2 separate regions of the Mus musculus genome follow, and region 2 is linked to region 1. Evidence: chromatin contacts called from public Micro-C data. All regions are on one chromosome and are shown on one strand. Each heading gives the region's core, a stretch centred on a gene start, on an enhancer-like site or on the middle of the called end of the contact. The rest is flanking DNA. Distances are from core to core; before and after follow the strand shown. Region 1 overlaps Gm36038 (a long non-coding RNA gene). Region 2 overlaps Rbm38 (RNA binding motif protein 38).

The links. Hi-C and Micro-C count contacts between places; a contact is called where the count stands out from the background.
Region 2: a Micro-C map of the G1E-ER4 cell line shows a contact between it and region 1, with 3 times the contacts expected there. The contact joins two enhancer-like sites. A contact is called at or near these places in 1 of 15 datasets of contacts at CTCF or cohesin (the G1E-ER4 cell line) and 3 of 484 Hi-C or Micro-C datasets (all in the G1E-ER4 cell line).

Annotation. Positions count from the first base shown.
Region 1 is chr2:172,588,324-172,595,432 of GRCm38.p6, forward strand. It overlaps Gm36038 (a long non-coding RNA gene), which reads left to right. Exons shown (of 3, transcript XR_867065.1): 2 at 690-932. Among named protein-coding and RNA genes, the nearest start is that of Gm36038, 15 kb to the left of the region's middle. Within about 2 kb of position 2,513, at least 14 of the 459 cell types and tissues checked have an H3K27ac peak or open chromatin away from gene starts, as enhancers often do. A contact at or near this core is called in the G1E-ER4 cell line, where this site is marked.
Region 2 is chr2:173,034,692-173,041,435 of GRCm38.p6, forward strand. It overlaps Rbm38 (RNA binding motif protein 38), which reads left to right. Exons shown (of 4, transcript NM_019547.2): 4 at 1-43. Among named protein-coding and RNA genes, the nearest start is that of Gm36337, 13 kb to the right of the region's middle. RefSeq lists an enhancer at 107-2,149. Within about 2 kb of position 3,705, at least 47 of the 459 cell types and tissues checked have an H3K27ac peak or open chromatin away from gene starts, as enhancers often do. A contact at or near this core is called in the G1E-ER4 cell line, where this site is marked.

The sequences.
Region 1 (7,109 bases), core at 1,263-3,762:
ACCTGTGCTGGGGAGCACATGCATGTCACAGATCAGAGACAACTTTGAGGAACTGGTTCTTTCCTTCAAACTTTATGTGGATTTCAGGGCTCAACCTCAGATTGTGGGCTTATGTGACTTAACTGAGCCACCTCTCAGGCCCCCATAGAGCTTATATAAAGATAAAAGATCAATGAAATGAATGATTGAGAGAAGGCAATGATGCAGGAGGGCTGGAGTCTGGCTTTAGGGGTGCTGGGATGACGGTGATGCCAGGTTTCTCTCTCTTCACCTTTTTCAAGCTGTTGACAATGTGCCAGCAGCTACGAGGCCACCCTGGCCTCCTGACACCAGCACAAGGGACTGTCAGGGCCCAGAGCTATTGACCTGTGAGTCATTGGCTCAGGTAGGTCATGTGCCTCCTTGTGAATCCAGGAGCCAGGGATCTTACAGGCTCAGGCACTCCTTGTTCTCCATGAACTGTGTGAGAGCACTTGGGCACAGAGCAGATTAACAGACAAGAAATTAAGGGGAACAGCAAAGTGGGAGAGAGTTGAGTGGACACTAGACTCAGAACCAGAGTCGGCTGTAATGAATCCACTTGGCACCTCAGGTCTGGGATCTAGGGCACAACTAAGGCCACCTTAGGCTCTCAGGAGCTTGCATTCCCAGGGAACTTTGACTGATGACTCTCTCCTCCACCCCACTAGAAATCTGGAGGGGAACCTCCCCTCTTTGCCCCGCTCTGGCCCCCACCCCAGTCCAGCCAAAGAAAGGAATGAAGTTAACTGCCCATTGTTCCTGTGACACTTCCTGAGAACAACAAAGAGCCTTTTTACCAGGGAAAGTGAAGCAAGCCAAAGATCCACAACCTGGAAGTCACAGAATTCAGCTGTGTTGGTGCCAGATGGGAGACACCCAACAAGCCATGTTCAGAGTTGGAGCCAAAACAGGTAGGCTGTGCAGAAAGCCCATATATGGCCAGTCTTTTGGGTATACTGTGCTCAAGTATATAACATTGACTAGATACTTGGAAACAACGCACATGGAAGGTTCTGGAAGGATCAGTGAACATGGGAGCCCATTCCCTGCTGGGTCACACCTCTTTTCTGCTAGGTCCATTTAGTTTTGAGCTAAGGGAAACAGAGATGTAGAGACTTATAACTGGGTCTCTATATTAACTGCTACCGAGATGCCTCTCAACAGAGAGTTCCAGACAGAGGAGGCGAATGATCAGTCTGTGGAGGCAGCGAACATGCTAGAACTAGAGACCAGCAATGAGATGGAGCTGAACAGGGGGCAGGAGGCAGGAGATGAAGCTAGAGTTGGAGCTGTGACCAAGCTTGAGAGAGTGTGGCAGTCTAGGAGACTGGCTCTATTTTACCCTGAATCCCTGGTGTCCCAGGGCCCTACTGGCAGGGTAGGAGCTGGTCTGACCAAAACAGCGCTAAAACAACAGGTGCTCATTCTTACAATATCCCAAGATGGGTGTTCAGCCACACCCCCTAATGGTTCTAGGGGAAGGTCCTTTAGTGCTTCCTCCAACTCTTGATGGTTTGGGAGATCCTCAGTGTGCCTTGGCTCACCTTAGCCCTCCCTCTGTCTCTGTCCCCCTCCTGTCAGCATGTGAAGTCTTGTCCTATAAGGACAACGGTTATTTCATATGGTCTTTGCTCTGGTTCCGCCTGACCTCACTTTAGTTTCATCCAGAAAGGCTCTTTCCAAACAAGGTCACCCTCTAGCTGGACAGCGATTCTGGCTGGCGATGGGATGGATGTTCTTTAACTCAAGACAAGACAGCGGTGAGACATGCACGGCATGCTGTTCACCTATGGAAGGGGTTACGTCAGCACAAGGAAAGGGCTGAGGAGCCAACGTGGGCACCAGAAGTGACGAGAGACTGGAGAACAGGGAGGGTGAGGATGTGGGGGCAGGGAGGTCAGGGATGGAGGCTGAAGATGTTCATGTGGGGAAACAAAAAGGACGCGGAGATGAATAGGATTCCAGCTAAGTAAGGGGTGCATTCTAGAACCTTCCCTAGGGGGCTGGTGGCTTCTGAGCCCAGCCTTCAGTGACACAGTTCTGTAAGGCTCAGGATGTGATGGAAAGAACGCACACAAGTGGGGGAGGTGGAGGCTCTGGGAAGAAAGCAGAAGGCTGAAACGTACACACAAGCCAGGACCTTGCCCCAGCAGCAGGAGCTCACCAGGGACACTCCAAACCTCCTGGCTCAGCGCGTGGGCACCCCTCAGAATTGCTGATGGCTGACCTAGAGTAAATACCCCTCCCTGTGAGCTCACACTTCAATTAGGCCTCTGCTCCCTCCAGTCTGGTCCCTTACTCTCTGCTGCTGTCTGGGGCGCTGCCTAGTAGGCACCAGTGGTCTGTTGATGCCCAGGACAGGGGTCTCTATCCCGAAATGCTAAGGGGGAGGGGAACCTCGGCTTCTCTCAGAGGTGGTGCCCTTTGGATTGCCTGTGCTGTCCAGACGAGGAGCAGGAACCTGGGGCTGCATGCTTCCAAAAACTCCCACGCGCCCTTGGGAGATTAAACAGAAGCTTTAGTCATTGAAGGTTCCAGAAGCCAGGCATGTGAAGTCAGTGTGGCTGCGCTGAAATGGGGTGTCGACAGGGCCCCACTCTCCCTAGGAGATCTCTCTCCATGACCCTTCCCACTTCTTCAAAGGCAGCATCTTCACTCCCACCATAGAAAATGCTTAGTCATCCCCTTATCATACATGCTCAGACCTGTGACTGAGGGCACACAGATAAAATCAGGAGTTTCCCATTTCCCGCCCCTCCTTTCTGTTGGGCACAGAGTCTTCCGTAATAACTCAAGCCGGTCCCAGACTCATGATCATCTGGAGCAGGGGGTTGGCAGGAGGCACCACCATACCTGCCTTCATGTCTGTGTTATCTTTTTTGTTTTCTGTGTTGTACTGGTTAGCATGGAGCTCATGATGTAGGCAAGGCTGTCCTTGAACTTGCAGCAATTCTTCCTTAGGTGGAGTGACAGACATGTGCTATCAGGACCAGCTCCGTCTTACTAAGGATGCCCCTGTTGCTGATTGTAGTGTGGGAACTCGAGAGCAGGCCCCATCTGTGCAAGGCAGCCTGCACCTCTTGGTTTATACTCTGTGACGAAGACTGACTTCCTTTCAGTATGATGTTGGGTTCTTGGGAGTAGGACCGGGTTTGTCTATGGGGCCTGTATTCTGCCCAAGCAAAACCCTCAGAGGCTGTATACAGGAGGTGTAACCAACACTGCCACTCAGGTTCTTCACAAGTGAACACCAGAGTGTCTTTTAAAATTGTGTGTATGTGTGTGTATATGTATGTGTGTGTATGTATCTCTGTGTGTATATGTGTATATATCTGTCTGTGTGTCTGTATCTGTGTATGTATGTCTGTGTATGTCTGTGTCTGTGTGTCCTCTGTGTATATATGTGTCTGTGTGTCTGTGTGTATATATGTGTCTGTGTGTATGTGTGTGTAAATGTGTCTGTGTGTCTGTGTGTGTATATGTGTGTGTATGTGTGTATGTGTATGTGTGTATAGAACCTGGGCAGTTCTTTTCTTTCCCCCCGTGGATCTCGGGGATTAAATTCAGGCCTTTAGGCTTGGCAGCAAGCACCTTTACCAACTGAACCGTCTCCCAGGCTCTAGGTTTTGGTTCCCTTACCTTTTTTTTGACCTGTCTTGAGTCTCAAGTAGCTTTAGCTGTTCTTGTCCTTGCTGCATAGCTGAGGGTGACTTTGAACTCCTGATCCTCCAGGCTCCACCTCCCAGAACTGGCATGAGAGCTGAGCACTGCCATCTCTGATCTCTGCTTCTAATGAAGCATGGCACAAAGACCTTTTTTTATATATTTGTTTGTGTGTGCACGCATGTGTGTGCATTTGAGTGCACATGTGAGTGCACGTGAAGGTCAGAGAACAACTTTCTGGAATCAGTTCTCTCCTACCATGAGAGTTGTGGTGATCAAACTCAGGTCATGGGTCAATATGCAGAAGACCAAGGTGTCCTTGAACTTGTAACCCTCCTGTCTCTGATACGGGGTTACAGGCATGAACTACCATAGCAAGTACCTATACTCTCAGAGGCATCTTAGCTACCCTGGTCTTTTAAAAGAAAAAATTTAAAGGTGTTTTTAATTAATTTAAAATGTTCTATGTGTGTCTCTGTGTGCACACTGCATGGGTGCAGGTGTCTGTGGGGGCAGAGCTCCTGTATGTGGCATCTCCTGGAACTGGAGTCACAGATGGGTGTGAACTGCCTGATGTGGGTTCTGGGAGCCAAACTTTCTCCAGCCATCCAGGGTCTTTATTGAAGACTGTATTTTCCATGCTTCCTTGGGGTTGCAGACCACAGGTGTGTTTCCTAGCCAATGAGATCCCAGCGTCTGGAGGGTGTGATTTATGGCTGTGGCTTCCTCCTTCGGTCTCCTCCTTATGATGGGTTTTTTTCTTTTTCCTTTTTCTTTTTTGGAGTTTGATGACCTGGCAAGGGACCTATTGGGATGGCACTGTGACAAACATCTCAGAGATATTTGAGTGGTGTGTCCCACACACTATACCTCCAGCTTGCTTCTTTAGTGATTCTTTGTTATGAATAAAAACAGACAATTACTGAGTAAGATGCTGTGCTGGGCACTTAACATACTTTGTTTCCAAGCTCCACAGCAATTATTACACCAAAGTCACCATCCTACAGGGAGGGCTTCATGAGAGTCACCACTATGACTCTCCTGTCCAGCTAAGGAGCCCCAGGCACACATGGGTGGAACCCGTTCCTATCTCAGAGCCAGCTGGGAATCAACAGCTTTGTGTGTTTGTGCCTACTTTGTCTTGTAGTCATTTAGGAGCTGCAGGGGTCTGTCTGTCTTTTCATTAGTGACTGTCAGGGATGTGGTGTGAGGCCATCGGGTCCAGTCACAGTGGGGGAAAGGTTTGCACAGGGACAGGAAGAGTAGCTGGGGTAGAGACAGAACATGGCGGCCAGGCTGGGAGTGTTAGATGGAAAGGGACAGCTTGTGTGGAGGTGAGGTGAGGCTCAATCTCTGCAGAGTGGTGCTTCTCTGGTTGGTCAGAGATTTAGGTCCTTGTTTTTCTTCTGCATTAAACAACAACAACAACAACAACAACAAAAAAAAGAGGCCGGGTGTGGTAGTACACACCCATAATTCCTGTAGTCTAGCTGCAGAGGTGAGGGACACGAACTTCAAGGTCATCCTTGGCTATCTAGTGAGTTGGAGGCTAGCCTGGCCTACATGAGACCCAGCTCAATACAACAAACAACCTCCCCTGAAAAGTACAAGACAGACAGACAGACACACACACACACACACACACACACACACACACACACACGACCAAGCCAACTCCCAAGCAATAAATTCAGGTGATAGTGTCATGTGCCCCCATTGCCCAGCATCCAGGCTGGTAAGTTATCGCTAAGTATCGCTGCTCAGAGGCAACTGTCCACCTTGGCACTTCTGTGTTCTTCTTCAAACCCTTCTCATGCACACTTAGATGTATACAGCCTTCATCTTCCTCGAGTGCTATTAACATTTTTCTTTAAGCTAAAACTTATTATTTCAGAAACAAGCATCCTATGTACTTTGAAGGTTCAGATAGCTATTTCTGGATGACGATGATGATGATTGTGGTTTGGTTTGGTTTTTCGAGACAGGGTTTCTCTGTGTAGCCCTGACTGTCCTGGAATTCACTCTGTAAACCAGACTGACCTTGAACTCAGAGATCCACCTGCCTCTGCCACCAAGAGTGCTGGGATTAAAATCATGTGCAACTACTGCCCAGTTTATTTCTAGATTATTGTAGTAAGTATCCCGCACACACGAAATTAAGCTTAGAAAATAGTTTTATTGTTTGAATTTTGTCGTGAAAATACCCTAGAAGCTGACTGAAAGTTACTCATTTCTCTCCCTCTGTACTAGGGATGACGGTAGGGCTTCCTATCTCCTTGGCAATCTCTCTATCACTAAATTATAACCTGGACCCAAAGTTGACTCTCTAAAGCTCACTCCTTGCAGTGATCTTGCTTCTTAAAGGCGCAGTGCCTGGTTCTGCATCACACCAAGTGTCCTGACTTTCTACCTTTCCAGCTGCACCCTTGCTCGCCTGCTCCTCTCCCCCGCCTCTCTCCACCTCTAAGATCACCTTGTAGCCTTGGCTGACCTTGAACTCACGAAGCCTCTGTGTCCCTAGTTCCTGTCTCCTTTGTCTCACCTTGGTCCGGAGGCTGCCAGGAGAACTAGAGTGAACTAGAGCAGGGGTTGTCTGGTGCCAGTGCTGGCCGGTGCCTGTGCTGGTGCTGGGGGTGGGACACAGAAGTGGTCCTGGAGAACCAGGCATCCTGGGCTGGATGAGGGATCATGTGACCGTCCTACAGTGAGGACCTGGAGAAGGAACATTCTCTGCTCTCCCTGTTCTCCCTGCAGCCTTTGGGCCACTTTTCCACCTTTAAAGAGGTCAACATGATACAGGGAGTTACATCAACAGGAACCTGGGTGGCCAGATAGGTCACAGACACGGCGACACACAGAAGGAGGAACACAGTCTCTCTTTGTTCCTGACTCACTTGCCTGTGTTCTTGTGACACACACACACCCCACCCCCACCGTGCACACACTCACATGCACGCTCACGCATAGCCACAGACACACATACACACAAAGACACACATACACAGACACACACACACACACACAGACACACAGACGTACATACACAGACAGACACACACACACAGACACAGACATACACACACAAAGACACACATACACAGACACACACACAGGCACACACACACAGACACACACACACAGACACACATACACAGACACACACACAGACACAGACACACACATACACAGGCACACACACACACAGACACACACACAGACACACACACAGACACACACACAGACACACACACAGACACACAGACGTACATACACAGACAGACACACACACAGACACAGACACACACACACAGACACACACACAGACACACAGACACAGACACACACACACAGACACAGACACACACAGGCACACACACACACACAGGCACACACACACAGACACACATACACAGACACACACAGAG
Region 2 (6,744 bases), core at 2,455-4,954, 450 kb after region 1:
GTTCTGATTATAAAAAATAAAACTTGTTTTCTTTAAAGAAAAAGGTGGTTTGAGGTTTTTCTCAATGGCAAGGTGGTCCTGTGTCCAGGGTTTTTGGCAGCTGTCCATGGAACCCTTACCCTGCTTCAGCCTCTGCTGATCACTAGCTTCAGTGACCAGCAGGGCTTGCTCCAGTGTGCCCCTTCTGAACGGAAGGGCTCCAGCCCCATAAGGTAGGTATCTGCAGCAGCAGACTGGGGACGGTCACTGTTGACCTGATGCTCGTCTTTAGACGGGGGCCTGGGTCTGCTCTCTTGCACTGTCCCTGGTTTCCCTCTGATTTGACTTAGAGATGTGCCTTCTCCCTGCTCCTGTGGCCCATGCCCGTTTGGGCTGACAGGCCTGGGTTTGGTTTCATCCCAGGCCTCTACCTCTTAAGTGTCAGTTTGCAAACACTGAAGGGTCAGGAGGTCACTGTGGGGCTCTCAGCCCACAGCTGACATTTGCTGCTGAAGATAAGAGTGTGGGGCCAGGGAGGGGTGGCGGGCACTGCCAGGGTTATCAGGAAGGCCATTCGAAGCCAGTATACTTCCTGTCTCTTATCAGCTGGTGGCAGCACAAGAACAGGCCCGCAGGAAGCCCCCTGGTCTGGACAGTGCCCTCCTGGGTCTTGACAGAGCAAGCCTAAGAGACTTTAAAGTTGGAGGTGCCTTTTTGAGCCAGGGGCACACCACATTACCATCAGTGAGGGTGATGACACCTGCTGTTCTTGCTACAGGACAGTTTCCCAGCAGAGTCACCATTGGCCCTGGTATAGCTTGGTGAAAGATCTGGTGTAGGAGAGGCCACGTCCCAGAACAGGGATTTTTCCCAAGGACAGGACTTCTCTCATTCGTGTCTCCAGGTGCCAGCACAGACCTGGTGCACAGTGTAACCCAGGGGACACACACGCCCATGCATGTGCATGCTTACAGACTGATGCTCCACCATGGACATGTGCATTTGTACATGGCCTGGGGACACACAGGATACACACAAAAACTCCACACACAACTGTGTGGATACAGATATCTGGCTCGGCTCAGGTATACACTTGCAGTTATCTGCAAAGCAACATATGCGCACGCATACCCCATGGCCAGGTATCCCGGATAATATGAACAGGACCCATGCGTGCCATCTGTGTTGTGTGGTAGGTAAGGACTCTGGCAGCTGCAGTTTGAGTTGGAGTCACTTGGGGAGGGGCCAGATCTGGTTGGGAGGAACAGGAAGGGAGGACCCAGGGCCCTGGGCTGGACTTCTCTCTGCAGGGACAGTACTTGCTACTCCCTGCTGGAGCTTTTTCTTCTAGCTAAGTGCAGGTGGGCAGCAGGCAAGAGAGGTGAGCTGAGCCCTACTGCTATCCTATATGGAAAGTTCAGTTGGGTGTCATTCGCAGTGTTTGTCCAGAGCCCAGAGCTTAACTAAGGTCCAGTTGCCACATTGGTCGGCCACGCAGTCTCCACCTTTCTCTGGGGACCTACCTCTGTTCACCCGGATCTCCATCCCTGGGCACCCACCCCTGTGAATCTCTCAGGGCTCAAGATGTGCGAGTCACTGTCAGATCCTATTTGTTGTTCAAGCATGAAGACTGCCTCTAGCCAGTGTCTCAAGCTGAGGACTCTCAGGAGTGGCCTTCTGCAGCCTGAAGACTGGCAGGGGTGGGAACATGCAGGCCCAGAGAGTCCTGAGACCTGAATTTGGAGCCTGTGGCCCTAGGTACTTTCCTTAGCCCCAACTCATTAGTGTCCTGCACTCCAATGCAGTCATGGCCCCTAAGGAGGGGAGCCATACAGTGGTTGTAAAATCACCTCCAGAGGCCTCACCGGGCTCACTCTGTCCCCTGGGCTCTTGCATGTGTGTGTTCCCAGGTCCTTCCTGGGCTCAGTTTCCTCTGCACAAGCTAGGCTGACTCCACTCTGCCTAGCAGTAGCTTCAGTCTTCCTGGGCCCAGTGGTTGGGTGGGGTCAAGGGGCCCCCTCCTGCCACCTAGTGTCCCCAGCTGAGCAGTCATTCACGCTCCATACCCCAGCAATTGGGTCAGGAATGGATGTGGGCCCTGTCTGGGTCACAGGAGCCACAGGAGCTTTCTGGAGGAAGGGGGGCTTTTCTGGAGGAAGCAGGCTAGGAACAGATAACCCTGAGTTTTGTCAGGGAGGCGGGGCAGGGCTTGTTGATTGATGGACAGGCTGATGAGGGTGAGCTGGGAGCCAAACGGGGTCTTGGTAACATCTGTGAGGCTCTTAGGATCAGTTGTAAGCTGGTCCTCAAGTGTGTGTGTGTGTCTGTCTGTCGTGTCTGTCTGTCTTTTGTGGCTTTTTTTTTTGGTTTTTTTGGTTTTGTTTTGTTTTTCCGAGACAGGGTTTCTCTGTATAGCCCTGGCCGTTCTGGAACTCACTCTGTAGACCAGGCTAGCCTCGAACTCAGAAATCCGCCTGCCTCTGCCTCCCAAGTGCTGGGATTAAAGGTGTGTGCCACCACCGCCCTTGTCTGTCTGTTTTAAACAAGAGCCAATTGCTTCCCCTTGCACTAGAGGTTGGTCCTCAGATATAAATCTCCCTTGTCTCAGAGGGCAGAGTCCCAGTGTAGGCATTTGTGATCCTGGGCAGGGTTGGGGCTGTAGCTGCCCATGCTTCTGCTCCCACTGCCTCGGCTCCTCACTGAGCTCCCGCCCAGGGAGTGTGATGGACAGCTCTCTGTTGAAGGGAGCTGGGTTGGGGCAGAGTTGACCTGCCTATACATCTATGTTGTGGTCCACTGGCCAGCTGGCACCCAAGAGTGCCCGGTGGGACATGGTGACCATCCTTCCTCATGTCTCCATTTCTCTATCAAGTATACAGACCTACTGCAGTCAGGCTACAGTGGGAGGGGCCAATGTGCAGGCCGTCTCTGGCTCTACCACTCTAGAGCTTGGACATGAGGGCTGGAGCCCCAGCAGCTGTCCTGATGCTTGGTGATTGACCCAGCCATAGTTCTATCTCCTGTAAACTGACTAGTTACCACGTCCCACCTCCCTGGATCATCACAGAAATGAAAGGAGATGGCTTAGGTAAGCTGCCCAGTAGAATCTGAGGTGAGGTCGGTACTCATCTCACAGAGCCCCGAGAAAGACTGGGCAGTCAGCAGAAGTGAGATTTACACCCGATTCCCATGAAACCATTTGAGCTTAAGGCCTCTGCTCCCCTGAGAGAGTAGCCATAGTTCCAGATATCCACAGCAACACCACCAGTTCCAACCTCCTGTCTCCAGAACTCAGGCTGTCCTTGGAGTCTGAGGACTGGTGAGCTCATCTGGCATGTCCCTGAGACCCTGGCATCCCACGGGAGGTTGGCCATTCCTGTGCCAGATAGGCATCCAAGGCACAGAAGATCCAGCAGTGCCCAGATGCTGCCAGAGTGCTGGAGAGTGGCTGGGCCCGTTGTAGCCCAAGCACCTTGAATCTAGCCATGTGAGACCTTAGGTCCTGGTTCAGGCCACCACCCTGTGTCTTCCACCTCACCCACAGCCAGCTGGGTGTTGCCCCCACTCACAGGCCTCCCTGCCTGCTGAGTCACACTGGTGTTTTTCCTCAGACATGTAAACACTGAGCCAGGACCCCAGGAAACAGGTTGGTGTGTCTAGATACAGCTTCGGAGAGCTCTGTGTTCTGGGTGTCTCCTCGGGCTGGGGGAGGGGCTGGCACCTGCCCTCCCAGTACCTCCTGGGGCTGCTGATAAAGAGTCGGGCTTTGCCTATCAGCCTGGTATTCTACCTCTGGCTGCTCACAGGGGTTGAGAACAGAGATGGGGAGCTTATACCACCCCACCCCCAGCTCCTGCATGACCCACGGCTCAGAAAGCCCTGGGTGCCACCTGCTGGCCCCTGCCTGGTGATGGGGGCATTCTTAGAGGAATTTTAAGAATAGAGATTGGGTTTTGCAATTTAAGCCTATAAATAATCTCAGTACTCAGGAGACTGAGGCAGGAGGATTACCTTGAGTTTGGAGCCAGCCTCTGTTTCACAGTGAGACCCTGTCTCAAAGGGAATGTAAGTAAATCAACAAATACTTGTCACTTGCAATACAGATAAACATACTCTGATAGAGAATCAGTGGGGTGGTTTTGTGCATGCGTGTCTGTGTGCGCACAGAGAGAAGTGATGGGGGCTGGAGAGATGGCTCAGCGGTTAAGAGCACTGACTGTTCTTCCAGAGGTCTTGAGTTCAAATCCCAGCAACCACATGGTGGCTCACAACCACACGTAATAGGATCTGATGCCCTCTTCTGACGACAGCTACAGTGTACTTATATATAATAAATAAATCTTTAAACGAGAGAGAGAGAGTAGAGAGAGAAGCGCTGGAATGATTTGTGTGCGCACAGAAGATATTGGCTGTTTTCTTAGTTAAGTTTTTGAGACAGGGCTTCACTCTATATCCCAGGTTATAGCCTGGAACTTGAGATCCTCCTGCCTCAGCTTCCAACCACACAGGATGCAGGATTGGCACTTGGGGCCAGGCCCTGTGCAGAGACAAAGGAGCGTATAACAGGAAGCCACAAAGTTTGGGGGAGTTCCTTATATAACAACTGAAGCCGAGGGGCAGAAAAGCACCTTTCAGAATTGAGGAAACTGTACACAAAAGTATTTTAGAACCCCTCCTTGGAGGGCTGGGAATGCACCTCAGTGTTAGAGTTGGGGTGGACAAAGCCCAGGAGTCCATCCCCAGCAACACACACATACACACACACACACACACACACACACACACACACACACACACACATCTCCTGCAGCCAGGTTTACATAACTGTTCAAGGAAGGTGGGTCATACCCTGTCTTTTACAGCCACACTGACCCCCTGTGAGGCTGAGGGCTGGCTCAGTGCAAAGGTGGACCCCCTTACCACTGACTGCAGATGATGAGCCCCAGAACACCCCAGGTTCTGCAGAGAGGACTTCACACTCGCCATCAGGAGCAGAGGGCAGCGGATGCCACCTCTGAGCAAACAGTGCGCCAGTGTGTCCCAGGTCCCCAACAAATGCATCATTTCTACCTGGACATGAACTGCACTTTCCTGAGCACATGACTTGGACCCTTGTCAAGAGTGGCAGGAAGGATGGAAGAGGGAGCGATGCGATGGTGAACTCGCCTCTGGGTCTTATCAGGCAGGCCTCTGTGAAGAGCCACGGAGAAGTGCATGCTAAGAGCATGCATGGGGCAGAAGGAAGCACACACCACACACACAGGTCCTGGTGGGATGGGGTTTGATGTATTGGAGGGATGTGTCCACAGTGGCTGGAGGGGAGGCCAACTGGAAGTGAAGAGGTCATTTGGGGGCTGGGGAGATGACTTAGTATTTAAGAGCACTAGCTGCTCTTCCAGAGGCCCCAGGTTCAATTCCCAGCACCTGCATGGTATCTCACAACTGTAACTATAACTCCAGTTCCAGAAGATCTGGCACCCTCAGATACACATGCAGGCTGAACACCAATACACGTGAAACAAAAATAGACATTCATGAAGGAGGAACTGAGGGGCTAGGCTGATGGGTCACTTGGGGTCCAGGAACAACAAAAAGTGATGGGGTGGCACCATCTAGCCCTGAGTCGCAGGAATCTAGCTAGGGTGGGGGCGTGGGGCCTGGGCATGGCAGACAGGTGACATGTCACACCCACACTCACCTTTGTCTGGGAAGCAGGCACAGCCTACTGTGTGTCTGGGAGCACTGTGGCGGGGGGAGCACCTCAGAATCTCCCATACATAAGTGCCACTATCTGGGGCCATGCAGAGTACCTGCAGAGAGATCCTGGCTCAGGGTGGGTGGACGGAGCTTTGTAGAAAGTGTCAGGCTTAAGGAGGGGCTGAGGAAGGCCTCAGCCAGCACTTCTTTACTGAGTCTTGGAGGGCCTTACTGGCCTTGGAGGGCCAGGAGTGTGACTCAGCTGGACCCTGTGATCCCAATGCAGAACAGGGTTTTGTCATTCCAGAACCCAAATACCATGTCTAGAACACACTTGGTGCTTAATAATGTCTGTGGAGAGAGCAGTCAGGAGGGATGTGCTCCTGGCCAGAGCACCTCTCAACCACAGGACCTTTGCACATGCACTTTCCTCTGCCCTCAGTGCCCTTCCCTGACAATCCCTGCCACCCCACCAGGCACTCCCTTGCCGCCTTCTCACTGCTCAGCAAGCCTCTGGGTTTGACCCCTGGTTTAGGTCATGAGACCCATTAGTTGCTCTCTCTCCCCATCCTGAACATTGAGCTCAGAGGAGGTAGAGTGTTTCTGTTTCTGGCCCACCATGACAGTGCCAGCTTCACTTCCTCTATGAATGAGTCCTGAAGAACTTTATAGGCTGGGGCCGTGGCATAAGGAAGAGCCTGTACAACCAGGTTCAATCCCCAGCCCTGTATAAACTGGGCGTGGTGGTACACTTCTGTAATCCTAGCACCCAGGAGGCAGGAGCTTAAGAAGTTCAAGATTATTCTTGGCTACAGTTTGAGTTCAGGGCTAGCCTGGGCTAAGTAAGAACCCGTCACAAACAAACAAAATTTAACTTAAACAATTCTCCAGCCATAGAAGCCCCCCGAAGCAGGAACATCTGCTCCAGAACTCCTGCATGAAGACTGATACTTCACAAGCCTAGGCAAGGGCGATGCAGCTCAGCTGTGGCCCATAGAACCAGAGTGCAAAGTGCCTCTGCTCCCGGGAGTGTCCTGAGAGAGGTCAGAGGTGACCCCTGGGAGGTGG